4 separate regions of the Mus musculus genome follow, and all the other regions are linked to region 1. The links are chromatin contacts, called in public HiChIP or PLAC-seq, capture Hi-C and promoter capture Hi-C maps. All regions are on one chromosome and are shown on one strand. Each heading gives the region's core, a stretch centred on a gene start, on an enhancer-like site or on the middle of the called end of the contact. The rest is flanking DNA. Distances are from core to core; before and after follow the strand shown. Region 1 holds the start of Clec4a2 (C-type lectin domain family 4, member a2). Region 2 holds the start of Necap1 (NECAP endocytosis associated 1). Region 3 holds the start of Clec4a3 (C-type lectin domain family 4, member a3). Region 4 has its middle 18 kb from the start of Necap1.

Region 1 (3,096 bases), core at 402-2,901:
TATACTCTCTGAAAATTTCCCAGGATTCCAAACATGACACAATTGCAGAAACTTTCTGAAACTGGAATAAGCACACCGCCACCAGATCATGAGGTTAATTATCGTCAGCTGCTGTGGGAAGTCTGAAACAAGCACAGGTTGCTGCACCTGAGATTCAGAATGAAAATATATTCTTATATTTCTATGTTTTTTAAAAGAAGTAAAAATTTCAAAATTCTCACCACAAGCTTCCTTGCAGAGGGTAGACCAGGCATGGGTAAAGAGTGTGCATGGTGGAAAACTCACTGTGGGACGTTACTGTCTATTAAGGTAACGAGAATATCCATGCCTGGTTGTGGATGGCCTGACATTGGGTGTTAGCAGTCAAGTAGGATGAGGAGTGTATCTATGCACAGAAGGCAGAAATGGTGTCACTTTCAGAGAATCGTGAGGTGAGAATGCTGTCTGCTTGGTGGGATATCTCTGTGTCGCTGCTTGGTACCTTCCAGGGTGTTGAGAGTTTCTGCCCATCAAGGTGACCTTGGTGGTGTGCTAAAACCCAGGGAGGCTGAGTGGAGTCTTCCCAGAGATCAGCACCAGGAATGAGAGCACATCCAGCTTAGGGGACATAGGCTTGACCTGAGGTTTGGAGTCCACCCAGAAAGTACAGGCCTCTAAGTGAAGTGTGAGCAACATTGTGGGAAAGAGATGGGAGCATCCAAGAGATTATCACTTGGGAGTTTGAGATAGAGATAATGAGCATAGATTTGTTTTTACTCATAGATGTAGATTAGAAATGCCAAATTTTGGAAATAAAACGAAACCTGTGGCTTTACATTAAAATGGGGGTAATAGTGTTAACCCATGGTTTTCAGCATGTTTGGATATAAAAGCAAAAGAAAACCAGTAAATACAAACTCTCTCTCTCTCTCTCTGTGTGTCTTATGCATGCACATGTTGTTTGATTGTTATGTGTAGTGTAACATGGAAGTAGCTAGAGGAGATTCAAAGAAGGGAAGTCTTTGGAAGAACTGAAGGCTGAGCATGTGGCTGTGAGCTGGAAGATGTCTGTGGGAGTGACTCAAATGATTCCATCTCCAGCAGCTCAAGTAAGTGTCCCCTCTTGTACTCTGTGATCCATTTTATTCTCTCAACTATTCCCAACAGTGCAGTGAACATTTAAAGCATGAGCTGAGGAGGGCTGGGAGTAAGGGAAGAGAGGCACAAGGAGAGGAGAGAGTCCAACCACTGCTACTATCCAGAGCTGTTTCAGGAGCTCTGGGCATGTCCAGTAGCAAAGTGAGTGGAGAGTCCCCATGCAGGTAGTTATGAATCTATGGCAGGAGGCAGAGTGCTCAGAGGAGCAACTTCAGAAGAAACAGAATGTGAACTTTGCCTTCCCCACACTGGTGGCAGCTGAGAAAAAAGTGGGAATCCACACAATGGTGAGGGCTAATGGTCCACTACAATGTGGTATCAAAATTTTCCTGTTCAGTCAAAATCATCGTTGTGCCTTAAGAGTTTGCTTATGTTGTCTGGTTTTCCAGAAACCACATTTGCATATAGAAGTGAGTGAATTTATGTGTGCTGCAGAGTGTTTTACAACAGGGTTCTCTAATAGCATGGTTCCTCTTTCTCCTCCTTCCTCTTTCTTTCCTTCCCCCTTTGAGTTCCCACTTTGCAGTACTTGCATATCTTGCTGAGTGGGTTTGAGGGCTACAATTCTTATTTTCTTATGTTAAGAGGTTGCATTTCCCTTATCTCGCCCTGGTGATTCTATGCTGTGGTTTCTTGTTCTCATCTCGTTTATCCTAGTGAGACATGTCTCTTCTTTCATACAACTGTGCAATATGACAACTTATCACAGTGATTGGTTCTCATATACTATAGAGCCTTAGAGAAGGAACAAGGCTCTCTTCTGACGGAGGAAGATTTTTTCTTGATATGGCTTCAGAAATCACTTATGCAGAAGTGAAGTTCAAGAATGAATCCAACTCCTTGCACACCTACTCAGAATCTCCTGCAGGTAAAACAAAACAGAAATCCCTGTCTGTACTTAATGTAGATGGGAGGATAAAGGAAATGTCATTCTCAAAGTTAGGTGGTATTTGTGAATGATTTTTTGAGTGCTCCCATCTGGTATTTTACTGGAGTCTCAGCTGTTTAACTGTAAATTGACTTGAAGAGCTGTAGAGTTGTATAGTGGGAAGGAAAAGCTTTCTTGGCATGGTTTTTTTCTTGTTATTTACAAAAACTATACCTTGAATCTTGCTGTATTTCCTGCTCTATATAAATGAACATAAATGCATATATTTTTCTGAAAATTAAATCATATTGTTTAATAGTGAGCTCTCCCCTCTACGCTTGACAGAATTTTGTAACTTCATGAAAACTGTTTCAGTGTTTGGAGCTTTTATCCTGAAGGAACTTTTTTTTTTCTTTTATACGATAGATCAGAGCAAAACCTCTCACTTAATAGGCAGTTGCTCCGCTAAAGTTTCCAGCCATTTGAGAGTGGTTATCAGACTGACATTATGCTCAAGAGGTGGACTATGATTAGAAATATTTATCTCTTATTATATATTTGTCTTTAATATTTGGATAGTCTGGAAGTGATTTAAATATACAGTACTGCAACCACAGTAAAGAACACTATGAAAGTACAGTGACCTGAAAATATATTTATAATACTGATGCAAAGAAAAGTTGTAGGGCAGGTGGCAATGTTTATGTTGTGTTATCATGTGAGAAACATATTATATATACGTACTTTAACACTTGCTAAAAGGTTCACATGTGCTCTAATTCCAGCATTCATGAAGCAGAGGCAGGAGGATCACTGGAGATTTGAAGCCAGTCTTGTCTACATAATGAGTTGTAGACCATCCAAGACTACATAGAGAGACACTAGCTTCTTATACCTTTCATCACCAAAAACAAACAAACAAACAAACAAACAAACAAACAAATGAATGAACAAACAAGCCAAAACAAAAACAAACCCAACCCCCAAAACCACACACAAAGAAACAAAACACTCTATGAAAAACATTAATAAAGTATTTTTGTAATATATATTTACATATATTTGTATAAATGTGTACATGTAAGTATACA
Region 2 (3,093 bases), core at 115-2,614, 250 kb before region 1:
TGTAGCTAAATTGATAGAATGCTTGCCTAGTTCTCACAAAACCCTGGATGTGATCCAAAACACTGAAAAAAAGAAAAGAAAAGAGTGTGGTGACACATGCCTGTAATTCCAGTACTATGGTGGCAGGAGGATTACAAGTTCAAAGTCATTCTTTAGTACATAATGAGATGAGGGCCAGCCTGGACTACATTGAAACTCTGTCTCCAAATAAACAGACATGAACAAACAAAAAGCTAGTGGAACTGTTAAAGGCTACACCCACTTAATATTTGGAGAGTTCTGCTAAATGTCCCTTCAAAGCAGCGTTGGATCAATTTATAGTCCTGGCAACCGTAGCCAGTCTCTACATCCTTACCAGCCAATTAAAGTCTAATTCTTTTTTTTTTTTTTTTTTAAAGATTTATTTATTGGTTATATGTAAGTACACTGTAGCTGTCTTCAAACACTCCAGAAGAGGGAGTCAGATCTCGTTATGGATGGTTGTGAGCCACCATGTGGTTGCTGGGATTTGAACTCCAGACCTTTGGAAGAGCAGTCAGGTGCTCTTACCCACTGAGCCATCTCACCAACCCTAAAGTCTAATTCTTGTTGAACTGGCTTTGCTAGGCAAAGCAGACCAATCAGAAGTAAAAGTCAACCAGTCGATAGAATGCAATGAAAGAGGCTGCTACTGGTGTTTTGGGGGGGACAAGATAAGATCAGACTTGGTTTTGCCACTTGAAGTCAGTGCCATCTAAAACATTTCTAAGTTACACTGTTGTAAGCTTACATTTATTTGCGAGTGCACAAAGAACATATTTGTGGATAGAGCTGTTTAGTACTCATCGTGATGTGTAGCCAGCTGGGCTACTCATGCTGAGGGATGCTAGATAGCATTTAGCACTGTAATCAGTCATTTTAATATGGAGAAGTCACCAACAAAACCTACAAAATTGCAAAAAAACAAAACAACCCCATGGTAGCACTTAATAGATTATGCATTGGACACTTGCTTATGAGAACAGAATGAGAAAGCAGAGATTCATTTTGTCCAACCTCTGTTTTGTTTTCGTATATTCAGTGACTTTTTTTTTTTTTTTTTCTGGTTACCGTTTGAAGGTAGGTAAAAGAGAACTGAATTCTTATTTTTAATTTTTCGCTGGGGAAAGAGCCCAACCCGAGGCCTTGGCAGGCAAGTGCTCTACCACTGAGCCTGTCTTTGCCGTTACTCAAGATGGCGAGCCAGGCGCATCAGCGTTTCCAGATTGTAACAGGTTTTGCGCCGCCTAGAGGTTAACCTCGAAGCTGTACCCGAGCGGAAGTGACGCGAAGGAAGCCGTCGGCGTCTCAGCCCGCCCCCACCCGTGCCCCGCCCCCGCGGCGCTAGCGGAGCCAAGATGGCGGCAGAGCTGGAATATGAGTCCGTGCTGTGTGTGAAGCCCGACGTCAGCGTCTACCGGATTCCGCCGCGGGCCTCCAACCGCGGTTACAGGTACCCAGGGGGATTTGCAGCCGGCGCCCGCCGGGGTGACGGTTGTGTCCTTGGGCAGCAGCCATCGGCTCGAGCCGCTGCCGCCGTAGTTAGCCTGCCACCCGGGCTGCCGGCGGCTCCGTCTACTTTTCTGTTTTGCTGGAACTCTGATTTTGTTTTCTTTTCTTCCTGCCGTCATGCGTCTTTCCACCTCTCCTCCCCATCCCTCCCCCTGAGACATCGTCTGCTCCTCGTCATCCGCAATCCATTCATGCCTGCTCCATCTGTTACTCTTGCTGCGACCTTTGGCTTGTAATCCTCCACGCGCGCGTCCGCACACGCACACGGCACGCTCCCCCCCCTCCCCCCGCGCTTCTGATCCCGCCTGACACTTGTCCGGAATGGTAGTTTTGCTGTCCACTGTTTAGATGATCTATTTTAATTGATACTGTTGTCATTCTCGCCAAGTGTCATCATCCTTTAGTTTTTTTTTTTTTTTGGGGGGGGGGGGCGCAGTAGGCACACGTTAAGATCTTGTATTCCAGTGATGAGCTATTGCGTGTTTTCATTTTGTTTGTGTGTGTGTACCCCTCCCCCCCACACATTGATTATGTAGGGATTTCTGCCTTCCTATCAATCCAGTCACCTCTCTTAGAGCTTTCCCAGAGTCAGTGCAGCATTTTTTTTTTTTTTTTTTTTTTTTTTCCTCTTGTAAGGCCTGACAACCTTGTAATCCAGTGATTGAGGTTTTGGGCTGTTGTAGGATGTTAAGGAGTTCAAAGAGAATTCGCTGGGATTTGTGTTGAAAACTCTTTAGGTCTGAGCCCTCGACACTAAATAGCTGTGTAATTTATGAGCCAATCAATGTTTTTCTTCCCCAGGCCTTAAGGGTTCTCATTTGTAAAACAGGAGAAGTAGCGTGAGAAGACTGTGCACGTCTTGTGTACCTCACAGGTTTTTATTTGTTTTAGAGGTATGTGTATGGGTGTTTTGTCTGTCTGTATGAGTGGGTATGCCTTGTGCTCACAGAGGTCAGAGTGATGTTGTGAGACATCAGATCTCCAGGAACTGGAGTCACTGATGTTGGTGAACCATCATCTGGGTGCTGGCAACTGAACCCCTGTCTTCTGCAGGAGCAACAAGTGTTCTTAACTACTGAGCCATTTCCCCAACCCCTTCACAGGTTTTTTTTTGAGAGTTAAATAAAAGAGTATAGGGTAACTAAATCGTTATAAAAATACAGTACTAGTAGTATCCCTTTTCTGACCTACATACCTTCATGGTTTTTCTCTTGCTGGAAAGTTACCTTCTCCACATCTCCATTTTGCTTCCTAACCAGAGGGTCATTCATCATTGATGAGTTGTTTTGTACAGACCTGTGCAGTGGGCCCTACGAGTTGTATATCTTTTGGTAAAGGAGTTGCCACTCAGATCTCACATTGACCATGACTGAAACTCAGCATGATGGTAGTCACAGGTACCACGTTATGATTTAGCTTACACATTGCTCTACCTGAGTCTTTGGTTCAGGCCAGCTCTCTGCGGACTTCCATAGCACTTTATGTTCATCTCTATCTCTGCTTTACTGTCCAGTCTTCTGAGCTCCAGGGTGGAATGAATAGCCTGAAGTCTTGTTAAACTGT
Region 3 (3,430 bases), core at 651-3,150, 170 kb before region 1:
GTTGCATGTGCATTTGGGAAAGATTTTTCCTTCTGTAAGCCGTCTCTTTGCTCTGCCTATTGTTTCTTTTGCTGTTTATGCCACATTTTTGAGGACACTGTTAGAGATCCTTTAGCTAGATAATGTAAAGAGATGGGAAGTTGTTTGCATAATTGTTTAAAAGCCTTTGCATAATTCTCTGTGGGAGAATTAAACTTTGGTGTTCTTGACACACCTACCTGCACCACCTACAGTGGAGGTAGCCTCTCTGCCTAATTTATAGGCTTGCGCAAGAGGCTGCCAGGGACCAATATTTTAAATGACTTTATAGTGACCACCGCACTATTTATTTGTTTGTTTATTTATTTAGTGTACGTGCATGTGCGTGTGCATGTGTGTGCGTGCGTGCACACACGTGTGTGTGTGTGTGTGTGTGTGTATGCGTGCAGGTAGATGAACATGGAAGTTAGGACAATGTGCAGGAGATGGTTCTCGCTTACCATGTGAGATCCAGGGATTTAACTCAGCTTGTCAGGTTTGCTAGCAAACAAAAGACTTGAAGGTAAAAGATGCTTGTCATACTATACCGCCGGTCCTGACCACCATATTAAAACAGAGGAGTGTGATGCATGTTCAATTGCTCTGTGGCCTTGGCTCCAGAATGACGAAGCATCACTACAGTCATCCGTATGCAGATCCTAAGCACAAATAAACTGTGATTGAGAAATAAGTGCTTGCTGCTATAAGCCAGCTGGGTACGGGACTGTGGATGACACAGTGTAGTTAGCTCACAATGTGAATTTTTCCCCTAGGGAGATAGCGGCAATTTTAGAACTCACTTTTGCATAAGGAGCTTGAAGGATGGTCTCTGGGAGCGAGCAATTACAGGCGAGAGGGTATGTGTCCATGAATCACTGCGTCCCGGAACCTCGTACAGAGAACTACGAATTTTCTTGCCCTTCTTCTATCCTTTAAAAATGTGATTTTTCTCTTTGCTTACTAAATAATTCAATTTCAGTCAGGGCAGGTGTCCATAGTAGGATGCGATGATCTGACTGTGCAGAGGGCTGGCTTGATGGCAGAACTGAAGCCCTAAGCGGTGAGGGGAATATTGGCATGCTGATGAGAAAGCGCATGGCCTTGGGGGTGGGTCCACAAACCTGAGAGGTGAGGAGGGCAGCTGTGTCTGACAGCGGGCAGGTGAGGAGTCTGAACTCAAATAGGGTGAGGCAGGCACCCATGCTTGGGGCACTTCTCACAGGAAGTCAGAACCCCAAACGAGTGAGCAGAGGGTCCTCAAGGAGCAGCGTGGGATGATACCTTGGCATTTGGGAGGATGGGGACCGTGCATAGTTTTGGCTCCAAATCAGGCTGAGATTCCGAGACTAAACCGGATGGCTGGACCTTTCTCACAAACCAGGCATGGGTTTCAGGAGCTAGGCGAGGCACAGGATGTGACTGACAGTGGAGAATACAAGCTGGAAACTCAGCGACTTTCAAGATAAAGAGAGAATCCTTGCTAGGATGTGGAGGAAATGGCCTGTCAGAACCCAGGCAGGTTAAAGAGAGTGCCCATGCATAAGGCAGTGCTGGAACGGTTTCCAGAGACTGAGAAGGGTGAAGAGACTGTCCCTGCGTGGTGCCACAGTCTAGGGTGTGTACTAGGTGCCTTTGGGATGAAGAATGCTTCTGTCCGTGACAGGGACTTGAGTGTGGTGCTAGAGACTCAGGAAGACCCACTGGCAGCTCTTCAGAGATCACGAGTAGAACTTGGCACATGCTGGGTAAAGGAGGCCTGATTGCGGAGGGTGCCTCAGGGTGAGTGTCAGAATCTCAACTCCGTAGGGAGTTTGACTTCTCTAATGCCCTGGTTCCTCTTTTTCATTCCTTCCTGTTTTCTTCTCTCACCCACTGGGTTCTTGGTATAGCTGTAATTCTATGATTGGACGGAATGCATTTTCTGTCCGCGATACTCCCTTTGCAGGCCAGGGGAGTGCTGCAAGCTGAGGGCAGCTGTCTGTTACTGCCTCTCATTTCTAGCTGGTGTCAGGATTATTTGCTGTCACGTTTGTTTCTTGTTCAGGAGATATTTTAAAGACGGGATGACACACATCTTCTGAGGGCAGGGGAAACTTTCATCTCAACATGTTTTCAGAAAACATTTATGTTAACACGAACTTCAAAAATAAAGTTGACTCCTCAGACATCGACACAGACTCTTGGCCAGGTAAGAAAGCATTTTCTGCTGCTCCCAGTTAGTGATTCGGTAAAGGACAAAGACAGATGGTCTTAGATGCGGCTATGCCTGCAGGTCCCTGGAGCCTCAGCCAAGTGTGTTGCCTGTAGACAGACATGGAAGGTCATAGGATTGTACAGTGGAGAAGAGAAAGTGTTGTCTTTACTTTTACCATCTAGAGAAAAATAATACCATACGAGTATATTGTATCTTTTCTACATGTAGATACACATAAATATGTGTACCATATTGTTTCAAAAGTTAGGCTACTGTATAATAATTCCCCACTCTCTATTTGATAACATAGCATAGTTTGTTTGGTATCTAAGTGTTGCATAGCTTCTTTCACTCTTTTCATCCCAGTGATGGAGACTGAAAGCAGGACCTTACACATGGTTGGAAAGTATTGTAACTCTTTTAGAAGTGGTGACTAAAAATGTAGCGATTGTTACCATAAAGGTATACAAAGGTTTACAAATACTTCTTGACTATCACATTCTTTGCAGTTGGAAGTAAGACTTTAAAAGTATAAGATGAAATACTCTGCAGTCATTATAAAACTGATAAAGAAGACATGATGATATTAAAAAAAATGGTTGGATGTTTCACCCCATGTCTGTAGTAGCAAAACTCAGGAGGCTGAGACAGAGGATTGCTATAAGTTTGGGGCCAGCTTGGATTACATAATGAATTCAAGGTCTACCTTGGGAACATACCAAGACTCTGTCTCAGAAATAATACAAAAATTATAAAGGAAAAAATTCACGATTTAATGAAAAAAAAAAAGCCACAAATCAGTATTTATGATGTGCCAATTGCAGAAAATATGAATTTATGTGTGAAAGTTTTAAACGTGTTGGAAAATGAATATCAAATATTGGCGACAATTATCCTCAATGTTAAGAATGAATTATTCTATATTTTGGAATGTTTCTAAAATTAACATGATTGTTTCATATTTACATTCTCTTATTATTTCAAACATCACATTATTAGTGTTTATCAGGCACAGCAACAGAATAGGAAAAAGAAGAGGAAATAACAGAACTCAAGAAATGAATTTTGTTTGTCTTTCAGCTCCCCAAAGGAAGAACACGTCTCAGAAAAGTTGTCACAAATTCTCTAAGGTCCTCTTTACCTCACTCATAATCTATTTCCTGCTGTTGACAATCTTATTCTCCGGTGCTCTGATCAGTAAGTACAAGTACAGAGGAA
Region 4 (3,102 bases), core at 429-2,928, 230 kb before region 1:
TAGCTCTGGAGGACTGGATGCCTGCTGACTTCTGTAGTCACCTACACAGTGCACAAATACACATACACATGAAGTGAATCTTAAACAAATAAGTACTATATGATCCAGGACTCTTATTTTCTGGGTAAATAGATTACCTACCTATCTGAAATTTTTATAATATGTGTTATTTATAATGTTGGAGATTATTGTCATCAGTATTTATGTTTGCATATGTGTGTGTGTGTGTGTGTGTGTGTGTGTGTGTGTGTGTATGCAGGTCAGTCAGAAGAAAGCTTCAGGTCTCTTGGAGTTGGAGTTGCAGGTTCTTGTGACTTCCCTGACATGGGTAATCTCAGGTTCTGTAAAGGCAGTGGGCACTCTTAGCTGCTGAGCTATCTTTCCAGCCGTTAAAAAAAAAAAACAACTTTGACTAAAATAATATTCTTTTTGACATGTGATGTATGCCTCTGTGTTGGGAGCATTCATCGAAGACTACTCACTTAAGACATGGGTTTAAGCCAACAGAAAGTCTTTTATTAGCCAGCTGGTAACTACACTGGATGTTCAGAATAAGAACACATTCTGGGTTGACATACTACAGTTACCACGAACAGCTAGCCAGAAATGGAACTACAGGAGCCGAAAAGCGAGGTTAGTACATCTAGAGACTTTCCCAGAACTATGGACTTTGAAGGATTCGGTCTTTGTTTTTATTTTGGCAGGTGGTGCTGCCCGTGTGCTGGGTTCCAAGGCCTGAATGGTGCTTCCATCATGGAGTCAGTTGTGCTAAGGTCTGAGGGCCTGTTGTTACATGTGTGTGTGTGTGTGCTTGTGTATGAGAGCACAGAGGCCAAAGGAAGATTTGGGGTACCCTGCTCTGCCACACTCAGGCTTATTCCCTTGAGACAGGGTCTGTCAGTGAACGTGGGGCATGAACATGAGCAGTCCCAACCATCCTCTGTCTCCTTTCTCCTCCATGCTGCGGATGTAGGTGAGTGCCTTGCTTTTCTCCGTGGATGTTGGTGATCCACATTCATGCTGTACAGCCGGTGCTCTGACCTACTGAGCCATGTCCCCGGCCCTGAGATGACAAGATTGGAGAGAAGAGGGTGATGTTTATTTACTTTGTTGCTTTTGTTTGTTAGTTTGTTTTTGAGACAGGGTCTCTATAAATAGTCTTGGCTGTTGTGAAACTCACTATGTAGACCAAGCTGACCTCAAATTCGTAAAAGTTTGAGGATTAAAGCCTGGGATTAAAGGTTTGTTCCACCATGTCCTGCTACTTGTTGCTTGAAGCCTGGGATCTATATAGGCTTGTGTGCCTTCCCCTCCCTCCCTCCCTCCCTCCCTCCCTCATTCCCTCTCTTTCTCCTCCCTTTCCTAATTTCCTTTTAAAAGATACAAGATGAGGACAGAACATAATTATAAAACTGGAGTGAGCTTGTTTTGTTTGCATTTGAGCCAGAAGTAAAATGACTGTCCATTGTGAGCTCATGTTTTGTCTCATTCATCTAATAACAATATCACATTCTCAGAGGTGTTGTAAAAAAGACATACTACTTAGTGTTTTTTGTTTGCTTTTTAGTTTTTTTTTTTTTTTTCTTGTATTTTCTGATGCTATGCTATAGCCAGAAAGAGAAGTCATAGCAACACTTCTTATGGATGTTACATCTGGCCGTGCCTGTCACTGTGTGACCACTAGAGGGGGCCATCTCCCTAGCAATTGGTCTCTAGCATTCGGGACAATTGTAGGACTTGTTTCTTAGACTTGCTAATGAAGGGGACTCCAGAAAGAAAGACACAAAGATCATCTGAGGTCTTTTTTGTTTGTTTATTAGTTTGTTTGTGAGTGTGTGTGTGTTTTAAGACAGAATATCTCTACATAGCACTGGCTATCCTGGTACTCACTATGTAGACTAGGCTGGCTCTGAACTCACACTGATTAGCCTGCTTCTGCCCTTAAGTGTGCCACCACCACCAAGCTTGTTCTGTTTTGTTTTGTTTTTAGAGACAGGGTTTCTTTTTGCAGCCCTGGCTGTCCTGGAACTCAATCTGTAGAGCAGGCTGGCCTTGATTTACCTGCCAGGTGTACACCACCACACTTGGCTGCCTGGGGCCATTTACCCAGAGTTAGAGCTTTTACCCAAGCCAGAGTTTGCTGGGAGTGTAGAAGTAACAGATGCCTAATCAGATTGAAAATAAGGACCAGAATGGCAGTTTCAGACTTTATTCCTTAAGTAAACATTTGATGGGGGATATGCTTACTAATGACCTGTCACAGATCATGTGTAGTAGATTGTTAGTGGCCAGGATCATGGATTTGGGATGAGCTATTATAGCCTTTATATAAAAATTTTCCTGTCACTGGCTTCCAGACAAATTATTCAAGTTTGTTTCAGCTCCCTGGTAGGCAAAATGAGGGCCCTAGGACGTGATAGAGTTGCTGTGACTGTAAAGTGACGACTAGTCAAAGAGACTGTGATTAGTTTCTGTAGGTCTCTCCACCAACTGAAATAACTGAAGTGCACGGATGAGGATCTGGAATGTGAAGGCTCCACATAAGTGCGCACCTCTGCTACTAACCCTGCCGCCCACTCCTGCCCCCATGCGTGCACCTAGCGTTGACCATGTGTGGTCTTATCCAGGCTAGGAAATGGATGGTGAGTGTTAGGGCATGGCACTGTCCTATACCTGAGATAGGTACCCTCTAGGGTGTGGAGTGGAGGAGCCATTAAGTAAGGTAGAAATGGAGAGTAGACGACGCTGGGGAGAGAGAGCGAGCATAGGACAAGCATGGGGAGACTGAGTCAACCGTGAGGCCCACACTCTTGGTTCTGTGATTCCAAGTAGCCTCCTCTGTAGCCTTTGTATTATATATAATGCCCTTCAGAGAGTCAGAAACCCCAAACCAAGTGCAGCCCTGCTGTCTCTCTCTTGGGTCATTAGACCCTTGGCTCTGCATTAGCTCTGTTTTATATCTCAGAGAGAGATGTATCACGGAGCCTCTAAGGCGTTGTGTGGCCATCTGCATTTCACAGATGAGGATATCTAAGCACAGAGAAGCAAAAATGCACCTTTACATATGTGCCTAATATGACGGGCTGCTGTGTGGCGGTGGAC

Evidence for each region. Promoter capture Hi-C pulls out the DNA fragments that hold promoters and counts their contacts. HiChIP or PLAC-seq counts read pairs in DNA pulled down with a chosen protein or histone mark. Capture Hi-C pulls out chosen DNA fragments and counts their contacts.
Region 2: a capture Hi-C map of macrophages shows a contact between it and region 1, with 5 times the contacts expected there. The contact joins the promoter of Necap1 here to the promoter of Clec4a2 in region 1. A contact is called at or near these places in 2 of 39 promoter capture datasets (macrophages and neutrophils), 1 of 484 Hi-C or Micro-C datasets (bone marrow-derived macrophages), 4 of 115 datasets of contacts at active chromatin or transcription factors (bone marrow-derived macrophages and embryonic stem cells) and 1 of 9 other capture datasets (macrophages).
Region 3: a contact with region 1 is called in a promoter capture Hi-C map of macrophages, with 6 read pairs. The contact joins the promoter of Clec4a3 here to the promoter of Clec4a2 in region 1. A contact is called at or near these places in 1 of 39 promoter capture datasets (macrophages), 1 of 484 Hi-C or Micro-C datasets (bone marrow-derived macrophages), 1 of 115 datasets of contacts at active chromatin or transcription factors (neural progenitor cells) and 3 of 9 other capture datasets (adipose tissue, liver and macrophages).
Region 4: an H3K4me3 HiChIP or PLAC-seq map of bone marrow-derived macrophages shows a contact between it and region 1, with 9 times the contacts expected there. The contact joins the enhancer-like site here to the promoter of Clec4a2 in region 1. A contact is called at or near these places in 2 of 39 promoter capture datasets (embryonic stem cells and macrophages), 1 of 484 Hi-C or Micro-C datasets (bone marrow-derived macrophages), 3 of 115 datasets of contacts at active chromatin or transcription factors (bone marrow-derived macrophages and embryonic stem cells) and 4 of 9 other capture datasets (adipose tissue, embryonic stem cells, liver and 1 more).

Annotation. Positions count from the first base shown.
Region 1 is chr6:123,121,665-123,124,760 of GRCm38.p6, forward strand. Clec4a2 (C-type lectin domain family 4, member a2) reads left to right here and starts at 1,652. Exons shown (of 6, transcript NM_011999.4): 1 at 1,652-2,005. The coding sequence starts at 1,924.
Region 2 is chr6:122,873,193-122,876,285 of GRCm38.p6, forward strand. It overlaps Necap1 (NECAP endocytosis associated 1), which reads left to right and starts at 1,365. Exons shown (of 8, transcript NM_026267.3): 1 at 1,365-1,471. The coding sequence starts at 1,377.
Region 3 is chr6:122,950,744-122,954,173 of GRCm38.p6, forward strand. Clec4a3 (C-type lectin domain family 4, member a3) reads left to right here and starts at 1,901. Exons shown (of 6, transcript NM_153197.4): 1 at 1,901-2,206; 2 at 3,293-3,409. The coding sequence starts at 2,125.
Region 4 is chr6:122,890,948-122,894,049 of GRCm38.p6, forward strand. No RefSeq gene overlaps it. Among named protein-coding and RNA genes, the nearest start is that of Necap1, 18 kb to the left of the region's middle. Within about 2 kb of position 1,679, at least 6 of the 459 cell types and tissues checked have an H3K27ac peak or open chromatin away from gene starts, as enhancers often do. A contact at or near this core is called in bone marrow-derived macrophages, where this site is marked.